2 separate regions of the Mus musculus genome follow, and region 2 is linked to region 1. The links are chromatin contacts, called in public HiChIP or PLAC-seq maps. All regions are on one chromosome and are shown on one strand. Each heading gives the region's core, a stretch centred on a gene start, on an enhancer-like site or on the middle of the called end of the contact. The rest is flanking DNA. Distances are from core to core; before and after follow the strand shown.

Region 1 (6,052 bases), core at 1,786-4,285:
TTTCTCCACCCCATGGGCTGCTCAAAGTTTACAGAATCAGTTCCCTGTGAACATGGCGGCCAGCAGGCTTTACATGTGAACTCTGTGTGTCAACCTCACAGGATATAGCTCTACCATCTCAAACCCTATTTTTGTCAGGTTTGCTCTCAAGCAGCAGGGCTAGTGGGGTGCATTGTCTGAGGGCCCCTTCTGCAACTTTGTTTCTATTGCTTCTTCCGGGCTTGGCAGGGAAGCAGCTGTCTGAGACTGGGAGGGGCTGTGGAGAGACCTCGAGAGTTCATGAGTTGCCTCCCCCAAAACAGGGGGAGTCTCTTTCTTAACAGAGTTTTCCCGGTTCATTCATCTGTCTCCTGAGCCTTGGGTCTGTAAATCAGGGGTGAAGGGCTGAGATGGAAGTAGCAGACAAAGGTCTCAAGGGAGGCTCCCCCCTCTTTGCGGACTAGCATCTGGATGCCAGAGAAGGAGATTCTGTTGATGGTGCCCAAGGGAACCTGCTCCAGGTACCTCAGTGGCAGCCCGTTGACCCACACACAGCTCTTGCGGGTCAGCACCTTGAGGCAGAAGGCCAGCAGACTGCTGCCTTTCTCCAGGTAGGGTTCCAGGGACAAATGGTAGCGAGACAACTGTGGCAGCTGCAGCTGGAGATGGGTGTTCTGTCCTCGCCCAACCAACAGCCGGCTGGCGTCATGTTGCAGCTGCTGTGGGACGTGGGCAAAGGCGACCGGGCCCTGTGTAGGGTGGTACAGGCTCACCTGCAGGACTGTGAGGGGCCTCTCCATAGATCCTGGGAAGAACATGACAAAGACACACTTCTGTAGTTTTCTGAGCCCAGGCAAGCTGCCTACTTAGAGATCTTGGGGCCACATCTTGCTGATGAGGACCATGTGTAAATAGATACAGTTATTCTCCCCAAGCTGGGATGGGGTGGAGGTTGACACTAAACTTGGAATTCCATCTCCCTATACTCCAACAGGACATAACTGCCCATCCTCTCCAAATTGTATTGTTTTATAACACAGGTGTGCCCTTCCTTCTCAGCAAGGAATAAAGCTTACCAGCTTACAGGGTGGCGCCTGATAGTCCACAGGCCATTTGGAGACAGTTTGTCCTTGCTTTATAGGAACAGATGAGCAGACAGGACAGGCTTTCTTGAATCTGGCAGGCATGCAACAAACAAACTCTTGCAGAGTCTTCTTCGAGCCAGGTGTCAATCCAGGTGCTGTGGAGATAGGCCTTTGCTCTTGGGAGCACCGCTCTTGAAGGGAAAGATATGGTGCCTCCAGCTAGGGGGTACATAGCAATGGAAAAGGACCCTGAGTACCCCATGGAAGTAAAAACATCGAGCACCTTCTTGGGGGTGCTTCCAGCGAGCCCAGCACTTGGTTCAGGGGCCCCAACACCAGGTTCAGGGCTTGCCTTTCCTGAACATCTGGGCCACGGTAGCTCCTGGTGGAGACAGTGGACAGAAGGAAAATCTGGCTCACTGAAGACCCTCAGGAGCACCAGTAAATCCACACAAGGTCCTACAGCTCCACCTCCAGGAACTTGTCCTTCAGTGTCCAAGGGGCATGTGGGAAGGCCCCATCCAGGGTCTGCTTGGTCCCTGCCTGGCTTTAAAGAGTAGACACGGTCATATCTACACGCCCCACACCACCTAGGATTTATTGCCACTTTTAGCAAGAACCAAGGGCCGAGTGAGGTTCCACAGTAATTATATTCTTTCTCTAGCACTTGGCTTTGGTCTGCAATATATATATATTTTCTGCTAAGAAGACATGTTCTATCTTAAACTCTGTGGGGAAAACATTGCTCATCTTTCAGGGCCTGGTTCAAATGCTTTCTTCCCTGAGGAAAGTGACCTTGTCTCTGTCCTGTGACATCAACCACAAGGACACCTGGCCAACCCCTAACTTTTCATGTTTGCATTCCCCCAACTCCCAGGCTCCCAGAGTTCCACAGGCTCTTGTCTTCCTCAAGCTCCACTTCTGTCTCCCAGGCATAGGGTATGACCCACCCTGTAGTCCCTATAGCACCAGACCACAGAAAATGTCTGGAGGCATACCTGCTAAAAAAAAAATAGGTAAGGATATACCCACATACAGAAGTCATCTCTCAGCCCAATGAAAATGGGAGCCTAGTTCTTGAAGGCTGTGGGATAGGGAGCCTGTGCTAGTTTGCCAGGCTTTTGCGCTGTTGTTTTTTGAAGGTAGTATATCAATGGGGATATAGTTGGTAGTGGGGCCTTGTCCCCCCATTCCCCCGAGGATACCCTTTCCCCAGCAGACAGATGGATACACCTCAGGCTACTGCCTTCTGACCCTGAAGACCATTTCTTCCTGAGGCAGGATTCAGGTTGAGCCCAGGATGGAGGGCTGGGCACCAGTGCCCTTGGACTTGGTGAGAGTACAGAGTTCATCCTTTACAAAGTCAGTGTCATGGCCCAATGATATTGAAAGTAAACGTGGCCCTGTGGGATCTCTCTCTGAGTGCCGAGCAGTCATGTCTGATGGAAGCAGCACTCCTGCAGAGGCAGACTTGTTTGTCTTGGATCCCAGTTGATTGGGGAGAACAGAAACCCAAACCTCTTAATAGTTACCATGGCTGCTGACAAATGGAAAGGTGCTGGCTCTGGCCAGGGTTCCTCTCCTAGCCTCACCAGCCTCCCTGGGGGTCCTGGTCCCCACGACCTTCACCTACCTTACCTCCGGGGTACACCTGGCACTAACTCTGCAGCTGTGTGATCAGGCAGGACCTGGGCTGGAGGAAGACCTGGGCAGGCAAGCGCGTCCGTGGTTCGGGCGTGCACTGTGTCAGAGAGCACGTCAGCTCTGCCGCTCTTCCTTTTTCCTCTAGGAATGAAATTGAAGTATTATTTTCTCTTGCAGAAGTGGAACCGCTTGCTTGAGTTGTGAAACGGGTGCCTCTCTAGGAGGGGCCTCCGGATGGTACGCTTTCCTGGGTCTCGGTGCTCCAGCCTCTATTATTTCAGCCTCAGAGACCACAGAGTATCAGCTTCTTCTGTCCTCTGAGGGCAGAGAGCTGCTGACAGGGAGTTCCTGGGTTATGAGGTTCCTTCCAACTGTCTGGGGTTGGTCAAGGAAGCCGTACGTAATGGAGGATCTCTAGGGAGTCTCAGAAGAGACTGAGACACAGGGGAAGGGAGCCTGTGGGCACTCATGGGAAGGAACAGGAGCATGTGGGTACTCATGGGAGGGGACAGGAGAGCATGAACACTCATGGGAAGGGACAGTAGTGCATGGGCACTCATGGGAATAGGCCTCATTTATTGCATGCAGAAGGCCACCTGCTGACTTTGTCCCATTTCTCTCCTTAAAATGACATTTAAGATACTGTACTTCTGAATTAACCTGCTTGGCATAAGACAGACCTTGGATGAGATCTCCGGAGTACAATTGCCTACCTTTTTTTTTTTTTTTTTAGTTTTTATTTATTTATTTATTTATTTATTTATTTATTTATTTATTATTGTATGTAAGAACACTGTAGCTGACTTCAGACACACCAGAAGAGGGTGTCAAATCTCATTATGGGTGGCTGTGAGCCACCATGTGGTTGCTGGGAATTGAACTCAGGACCTTCCGAAGAGCAGTTGGTGCTCTTAACCACTGAGTCATCTCTCCAGCCTCCTACCTTCTTTATTTTCTGATCCCATTGCCTTTTTTTCCCTCAGGATCCTGTCACTGAAGAGTGACTTGCTGGCCCAGCTCAATGAAACAATGATGACATCTTAAGATGGGCTTCATTGTATATATTCTATATGTATTTAAAATACATAAACACTTATGTATGTATTATTAAAGCCAATCTAGGTGGAATGGTTACATATAGTTACAGAGTTTCAAATTCCTTTCCATTGTCCAGGATGCAAGGACATAAACTGCTGCTAGACATAATAATGTAAGGACACGTGCTCTGATTTCATGTATAATCGCTAAAAGAATAATAATGTCTCTGTAATATCAAGCTAATAGATGGAGAATGGGACAAAAAGCAGTTTCAATGAAGGCTGTGTGTGCTTAGAAAGGCCAGCAGAATAAGGAGGACACATACGCAGGTGGAACAAGGATAGCCCAATCCTGGCCTACAGTTGGGTTGGGTAGAACGAGAGAGGGGACCATCATGCATTGCTTTCCCTGAGCAGAGACTCACTCATTCCAGAGGTTCTCCCGCTGTCTGCTTTCAGGAGGATTTGCTGATGTGCTGAGTCCTCCAGCACAGTGCCTTCGAGGCTCAGAGGCTGCTTGCTCTTCAGGGGAGCTCGGAGACCCAGCTATTCCCCAGTCTACCCTAGAGTCAGTGATTTCATCACTGACTCCAAAGCTCAGAGGTGACTTACCAGGGTCACATAATCAATCTCCGGCACAACCAGGTGAGGACCCCGGTGGACTGATCCCCAGTCCCCAAGGCCTGCCCATAGTGGAATTCCTTGTTTGCTGGGCCACAGAGTCCCTCTAGGCCATGCTTTGGGGATAGTCTTCTGGGTCTGGGATGAGGGGAGTTCTTACTCTGTCATCAATGATTCGGGCTAGGTGGGAATGAGCCAGGCTGCCTCTCAGAGCCACTGATGGCTGGGAACAGGGTGCTTTTAAGAGGCATTTAGCTCAATGGATGGATGGATGTGGCTTTAGAACCTCCACCTGCCCTTTCTGCACCCTTCCCCCACCACCTGTGCCCAGGTCCTCCTGGCATTGAAAGAGGAGGAGTAAAACAGGGTGACAATAGTAGCCCAAGAAGTGGCTCCAGCCCAAGGAGTAGCTCCAAGGATGTTGCAGGCTTACTGATGGCCTGGGAGGATGAAAAGCCATGTGTAGGTTGAACAGCTGGATAGGACCTCAGGCTCATTGCCAGTGCTGTATCCTACTCCATGAAAACAGCCACTGTTAGCATTTCTTCTAGGCTCTGCCTCACAGTTACCTGGCAACAGCCAGGTGTGCCTGACTCACTATAAAAGGGGCTGTTTGCCCCCTCCTCTCTTGCTCTCTTCCCTCTGTCCCCTCTCTCCCCATTTCCCTCCCCTCCCCTCTTCACATGTTCATGGCTGGTCTCTATTCCTCTTCTCTCTCTCTCTCTCTCTCTCTCTCTGCCCCCCCCTTTCTCTGCCTCTACTACCCCCTCAACTCCCCTCCCCATGCCCTAAATAAACTCTATTCCATACTCTATGGATGGTACCTTAGGGGGAAGGGATGCCTCACATAGGTCTGCAGGCACCCCTCCCACCTCACCATACCTCACTCTACCAAACATATCCCTGGCTTCTTTTTCTTTTATAAAACACAAAAGCCACAACCTCAGATGGATGGATGGATGGATGGATGGATGGATGGATGAGTCAAAGCCCAAGAGCCACAGTGAGGTGCCTCAGGGACTGACTGCATACACAGAGCTGGGTGAGTCTGTTGCACAGAAGGGCACGTCTTCTGAGTCTTTGCCTACACAGGTCTCTCAAGCCTGAAGACAGCCAAGCCCTTCTTTCCAGAGGAGCTCCATCTCAGTGTTCCCCATGTCTACTGGCCTTCTAGTTTACACAATAGCTCAGTGATGATCACTGCTTCTCTGACTGCAGAGCTGGGCCAGATGTGGGCCTCTGCCACTCCTCTGAGTGTCTCTCTTGCAGATGGAACACCCTCTGCCCACCACCCTGCTACAGTCACGCCTCAACAAGAGTGTGGGCATAAGACACAAGTTTACAGTTCCTGCCATGCAGAAACTGGGCTAAGAACGTTTCCCATGGAGGAAGGGAAGTGAAACACGCAGGGGACTCATCTGGCAAGGGGAAGTTCTGCCCAGGGTCCGTCTCTGGATGTAATGGGAACTCGGGCTGGTGTGGAGAGGCAATGCTTACTGTCAGCATTTTAGGCGGAAGGTGGGAGCCACGTGGGTAGGAAAAGAAAGTCAGGAGAAACAGAAGGACAACCTCCTGCCCTTGCTCAGAAGGTCCCTCTGACGACTGGCTGTTGGGTATCTAGCACTGGAGTCCAGTGGAGTCCAAAGGGCGGTTGTTTGAGTGAGATGAGCCTATCCGGGACCAGTT
Region 2 (5,937 bases), core at 1,175-3,674, 430 kb after region 1:
CCGTGGAAAGAAAGAAAAAAAAAAGCTTCTCAAATGAAAGGTCTGTGTTCTGCCCTGGTGCCTCCAGGTCATGGGGCTGGAGGGCCTCCCTACCCAGCAACATCACCAGCAACATCACCCTCTTTGAAGCAGCAGCTATTACCATGGGGGGGTATGTTTACATTACTGCCTTTTATGGTTTGGGGCAGTGTGGAGCCTGCGGTGGAATTTTTAAAAATATCTAAACAGTAACTGAAGCATTACTGTGATCCCCGTACTGAGCTCATGGAAAAACTCGACTCATCGAATGTTAGTTTTATGGAGAGGGGAGTGAGGATGGGTGAGATCACTAACTAGCCTCGCTCAGACCCCTCCTCCATCTCTCGGGAGATGGGGGTGCTAGACTGGAAGGTGGAAAGTGTGCCTCCCAGACTCTTCCCCAAGTTAGCACGGCCACCTCTCCTGGCCTCCAGGGAGGCTTTCTGGGATCCAGCCCGCACTTGACTCTCTCTCTCCGGATGTTTTCCGGCACCCTAGACCAGACACTCATCGGATTCAGAGATGCGGCTTGCTTTCTAGCAGAGCGAATGTTGCTTAGGTGTGCTCTGTGTGCAGCCTTTCTCTCTGTTCCTCCATCAAGGCCTCCTTCCTCCCACTGCATCTCCCACCTCCACCCACTCGGTTATTAGCATCCTTCGAGGGACCACTCTCTGCTTGGACCTCCCCTCCAGCAAATCACTGATGCCTCTTGCTCCCTGTCCCCTCATTAAAGAATGGCTTCCAGATCTGGATCTCCACCTTTTACCCTTCCCTGGAGCCCTGGATTGGGCTGTCTGTGGACATTCCATCGAGATGAGTCATGTGCACCTCAAACTCATCAGGTCCCAAGCTACTCATCCGTCCCTGGCAACAGACACCCATCTCCGTGCCCTTCTTATGAAAAACAGCAGCAGCAGCAGCAGCAGCCACCACAGTGTCCGGAACTCAAACACCTTATGTATCCCTGATTCTTCTTTGTCCCTAGGCACATGGTGTACCAGTGGCTTTTCCCACTGCAGGGACAAGGCTTGACAAGAAGCAGTTCAGGAGAGGAGGTTTGTCTTTTGTCTCAGCTCACAGTTCAGAGCACAGTCCTTGTGGCTGGGAAGGCAGGCAGCAGGAGGCCGAGTGCTCACATCTCTCTGGGTTGCCAGGCAGAGTGTGGGATGTTCATGTTCACCTTATCCACCCCCCCCCTTTTATTCAACCCATGACCCTATCCCATGGCATGACGCCACCTTCATTCAAGACGGGTCTTTACCTTTGGACCACTGTTTTTCCCAAAACACCATTCAGTGATGAGCTTCGCCGATGCCCCTGGGCATTTGCCAGCCCAACCCAGTGGGCAATCAAGGTGAACCAGCACCTGTAGCTCCTATGTTCCCTTGAGACTATTGTCTTCTTCTAGACATACGTCCATCCCTTCTCCACTTCCACCACAGTCGCTCAAGCTCCAATGTGGTCCCCTCCTGCTCACTCGACCCTCCTGCTGCCTGCTCAGGACATCAACTGGGCCATTCCCTTGCTTCCTCAACACTGGCAGATTCTTAGCTTGGAGCCCTGATGATACACTGCTGTTTTCTGCTCTACTCTCCACCCAGCGCGCTTTGCTGAACTGGATGCCTGGGTCCTCTTAAACCATCCTCCTTTGGCCTGGCCAAATCCTGTTCTGCCTTCAGATCTAAAAGCGGCCGCTGCCATACTGTGCCATACTGTGCCTAGGTCAGGTGCCTACTCCAGACTCCTAATGCCCCAGCTGCCTCTCTACATCTTTGCTAGGCCCATGTTCTCCCAAGCACTGAGAGCTCACCCCTGGGACTAGTAGAAGCAGGTAAGGGGAGGGTGGTTAATAGATGCTAGGGCGAGTTCTCACCTCCCTACCATGTGACCGTTGGCATATTTCAAGCTCATCCAAGGCATGGTTCCTAGCCGATCTATCTCTTGGCAGCATCTACCTCACATTCACAGATCTTTATTGAAGCCAGGTGAGGGATTCCTGAATGCCAAGGTGTGAGCCCCACCCTTCCCACTTTTCTACGGTCTGTCAACAGGAAGACTTACTCCTCCTCTACAGTGTATCAGCAGGGCTGATGCATCTGGACTGCAGAGGCCAGTCTGTCCGTGCCTAAGTGTGAGGGAGTCAGCACAGACCCTCTGGCTTCCTGCAGTCTGCTAGAGAGCTATCTTCGGGCTCTAAGCATGAACACCTTAAGAAACTGAAACTTGAGGACTAGTTCCTTTGGACCCGCACTTTGTGCGAAGTGGGAGGGGGTGTGTGAGCTGGGCGGTGCAGGAGGGCGCGGGTGCTTAGTAGTGGCGTGGTCTGGGAGGCGCCGGCTGCCCTTCCCCTCCCTCTGCCGCTCCCTCCCTCGGGCTACTAAACCCAGCGCGCGCTGCCCCGCTGCTCTCACTTCACCAGCACCGCCCGCGCCTGCTTTCATCGTGGGTCCGCGCGTGCTCCAGCTCCATGGCGCTCCTCATGCGACTGCTGACCCTCGCTCTGGCACTGTCTGTGGGCCCCGCTGGGACCCTTGCAGGTCCCGCCAAGTCACCCTACCAGCTGGTGCTGCAGCATAGCCGGCTCCGGGGTCGCCAGCACGGGTAAGTCCCAGCCGCTCTGTGATGGGAGGCGTGAGCATAGGACAGGTCACTGAACTGCCAGTGTGCTCAGCTGGGGACATCATACCTGGCCAGGGGTGCGCGCGCGGGGGAGTGGAGGTGGGGGACGACAAAGCCCGAAGGAATATTAGCCATTGCATAGAAAGACCAAACCTGCGTGGAGGTTGATGAGATAAGGGGACACAGTGGAACAGTTTGTGAAGAAAGGGTTGGGGGCACTGGCCAGTGACCACAGAGTCAGACAAAAGTGCATGAAACAGTCTAGGGGACTATCAGTCTCCTTTCTTGACTCTAGGTAGAAGGGGGCGTTGGCAGCTCTCAACGCAGAATCACCATCACCCTGAGACAGTACCTACCTACCATAGAGGGGAAAACCAGGCAGGTCACTGTCCATTGATTCCAGGAGTGTTACTGGTCATACCTGGTGGCAGGACCCTAGCTAGGTGCCCACTACTCCTATGCATTTGGTATTGCTCTGCACCCAAACACTCAACACCAACAGTGCTTGCTGGCCAAAGATGTAGAGCAGGAGGCTTCACCACCCTTTATACATGCTAGACAGATTGGGAAACCGAGTCCTGAGAAGGAACCATTTTGCCCTGCAGTATGTCCTGGAGTCAGGACTGGCATCTGTCTTAAAGCGACAGGCAGCTTTGTAAACGTGGGACATTGGTGCTTCAGGTATTTCTCTGAGATGTTGCAGATGTGTAAGTTTTCGGAGACGCACTCTGGCCAAGGCTTTGCCCTGATGAAGAGCCTGGCATGGTATTTCTACACACAACCAGGTCATGCCTGCTCCAAACAGAGCCCAGCTTTGTTGCATGTCCAGACTACCTGGGTGTATGAACATCATTTATACTAGAGGAAAACTCTATGGGAAAAGTAGAGTACTGACTTCCGGGGAGGCCTGGTGCCCATGATCAGGCATTCGCACCCCAGGCTATTCCCAACTCTCCAACAGACTACACAGATCTATATTCAGATCTAAAGGAAAAACAAACCATGTGGCCAGTGGCGGTTGTCTTTTTAGACCCAGACACAGCTTCAGCCTCCAGCAACTGGGTAGACTCTGGACTCGAGTAAAGGATGCGAATTTTAGGGAGAAGTTACCTTTCTTCTGCATGTGGCTTTCCAGTCTCTTGTAGCCCCCCCAGATGTTCAGTGCTTGGGGCAAAACAAGTTGCTGGGTGCGGGACTGGCCACAGGCAGAACAGAACCAAGCCAGGCTTCACGGCCTCCTGAAAGGAGACAGGCAGTGGAAAAGGTCCTTGGGTCATATTTTAACTTAGGCTGTGGGTATGAAGGATTGAGAGGGCAGATAGGAAAAATGCAGATTTGAAGCCTCAGAGCCAAACATGGAAAGCCAGAGCATCTCTCATCCCTGCCCGGTTCACCTTTGGGTCCCACTGCCTTTCTTGAATGTTGCATTCAGTTCTGTTCCCTCCTTCCTCCTAACCACTAAGATCACCACAGGTCACCCTGCAGTGTCGTAACCCAGAGCTGCAATGTCAACAGCCACAGTGAAAGGTCTCTAGAGATATCGTGTAAGATCTATCTCTGAGGCCAGCCTCCTTCCCTTCAGAGCCCAGGACACTGTCAGGAAAACCAGTGCTTTAAGAAACTTCAGATGTGGACCAGTGAGGTGGCTCAGCTAAGGTCCGGGCTGCCAAGCCTGATGACCCACATGGAATAAGTGAACCAGCCTTCCAAATGTTGTGGGAAGCTCACTGTGGCATGTGCTTCCAACAAACACAAAATGAGCGAATGATTTCGATTCACTTCTCTGAGGTTCTTGCCCTGAGCTGGAAAACTTGTAGCAAGTAATCTACAATAGGCTGATGGATCAAGAGATGATGTGCTGAGCGGGAGGATGCATACCTTCCATCCCATCTACTCCTGAGGCTGGAAAAAGAGGCGGGCAATTCAAAAGGAGATCCCATCTCAAAATAAATATGAGAAAGACCACAGCAGCACCCTTCTCTAAGGGGAATCTGGATTCCCCAGAGGCACACAAGCAGTGGCAAATGGTTACAGGCATTGTTACATAGTTGCATTTACTCTGACCTAACTGTCCCTGAAAAACCACGGGACTGCCTGGCCTTGCACACATGGGTGTGGTACCTTGTGCAGATGGATAACCTTGTTCCAGCTCCAGCCCTTGATTCAAAGTGAGAGCTGGAGAAAAGGGAAGTTTGGGGAAGTGCAGGGTGTCCCGTGAGAGAGGGGAAGGACTCTGTACCTAGCCACTGGGCAGTAGTGCACAGTCATTCATGGCCCCGCTGCCTTTGCCTCCTCATGCCCCTGCCCCCAGCCACTGCAAAATTCCTATTTTACAGAAGGTGAAACTGATGCTTAGGAGGCAAACACAGAAAGCTGGTAGGAGCAGAGGGGTTGCTGGGTGGTCTGTTGGCTCCCAGCTGTGTCTGTGTAACAATGGGAGTGGGGAGCACCAACACAAAGCAAGTGAAAGCTGGCCACGCTTTTGAATGGCATTGAGAGAAACTGGATGGAACTTCCAGAAGTACTTGGTTTTCAGATGCAAGTGGACCAGCAGAGTTGTCTTGGGGCAGAAGCCCAGGAATGACCTGCTCATTTTGAGCACATTTCAGCACAGATTTCCTGTGGACTCAGCTTACCTCCACCCCCAGCTTCTGCTCCTGTCACAGGGGCAGGAGCAGTGGAAACTCTACACAGTCGAGGAATGCTGGAGCCAAATCCACAGAGACTCGCTGAAGAGCCGCCGGCCGCCCATGGAGAGCTGCAGGGAATTCAGCCACAGTAATTACTTCCTGCTCGCTCAGTTGGACAGGAGAACTTCTGGGATTGTACAGCAGTGAGGATGATTGGGGGCTGGAGCGTGGCCCGTGGGAGCTCTCTGGGGGTTATTCGAGGACCTTGAGTGAAACGTGTGGATCTCTGGCTGCAGAGCCTCTAAGTACCTGGAGAGACCCACCTAAGGTGGGCTGATCCAGCCTTTAACCAGTTGTCTTCTGTCAAGATGACTTTACTAATATCACGACTGCTCTGCTCACTCTTGTCTATTAAACAACAACAGAAAACAGACGTATGCTTCGTATAGAAAGGAAGTGGGGGAGAGATAGAGGGTCAGAAGGAACAACCACCCAATCAAGCATCCAGCTATGGACACTGCCCAAACGATGAGGGGGTAGCCACAGATCCCCTGCCCCAGACCCCATGCTCCTCATAGAATTCTATGGACCACAGTTAGTTTAGTTTGTTAACTAGCTAGTCCAGAGAGACTTCAACTCGCTGTGTAGCCCAGGTAAGCCTTGAACTCAG

Evidence for each region. HiChIP or PLAC-seq counts read pairs in DNA pulled down with a chosen protein or histone mark.
Region 2: an H3K27ac HiChIP or PLAC-seq map of microglia shows a contact between it and region 1, with 5 times the contacts expected there. The contact joins the promoter of Tgfbi here to the promoter of Tifab in region 1. A contact is called at or near these places in 2 of 39 promoter capture datasets (the C10 cell line and hippocampal neurons), 1 of 484 Hi-C or Micro-C datasets (embryonic stem cells), 1 of 115 datasets of contacts at active chromatin or transcription factors (microglia) and 1 of 9 other capture datasets (liver).

Annotation. Positions count from the first base shown.
Region 1 is chr13:56,175,850-56,181,901 of GRCm38.p6, forward strand. It overlaps Tifab (TRAF-interacting protein with forkhead-associated domain, family member B), which reads right to left and starts at 3,036. Exons shown (of 3, transcript NM_001168615.1): 1 at 2,698-3,036; 2 at 1,056-1,283; 3 at 1-784. The coding sequence starts at 779. The coding sequence ends at 336. It overlaps Gm31657 (a long non-coding RNA gene), which reads left to right. Exons shown (of 8, transcript XR_382472.1): 3 at 4,205-4,390; 4 at 5,302-5,408.
Region 2 is chr13:56,607,162-56,613,098 of GRCm38.p6, forward strand. Tgfbi (transforming growth factor, beta induced) reads left to right here and starts at 2,425. Exons shown (of 17, transcript NM_009369.5): 1 at 2,425-2,619. The coding sequence starts at 2,486.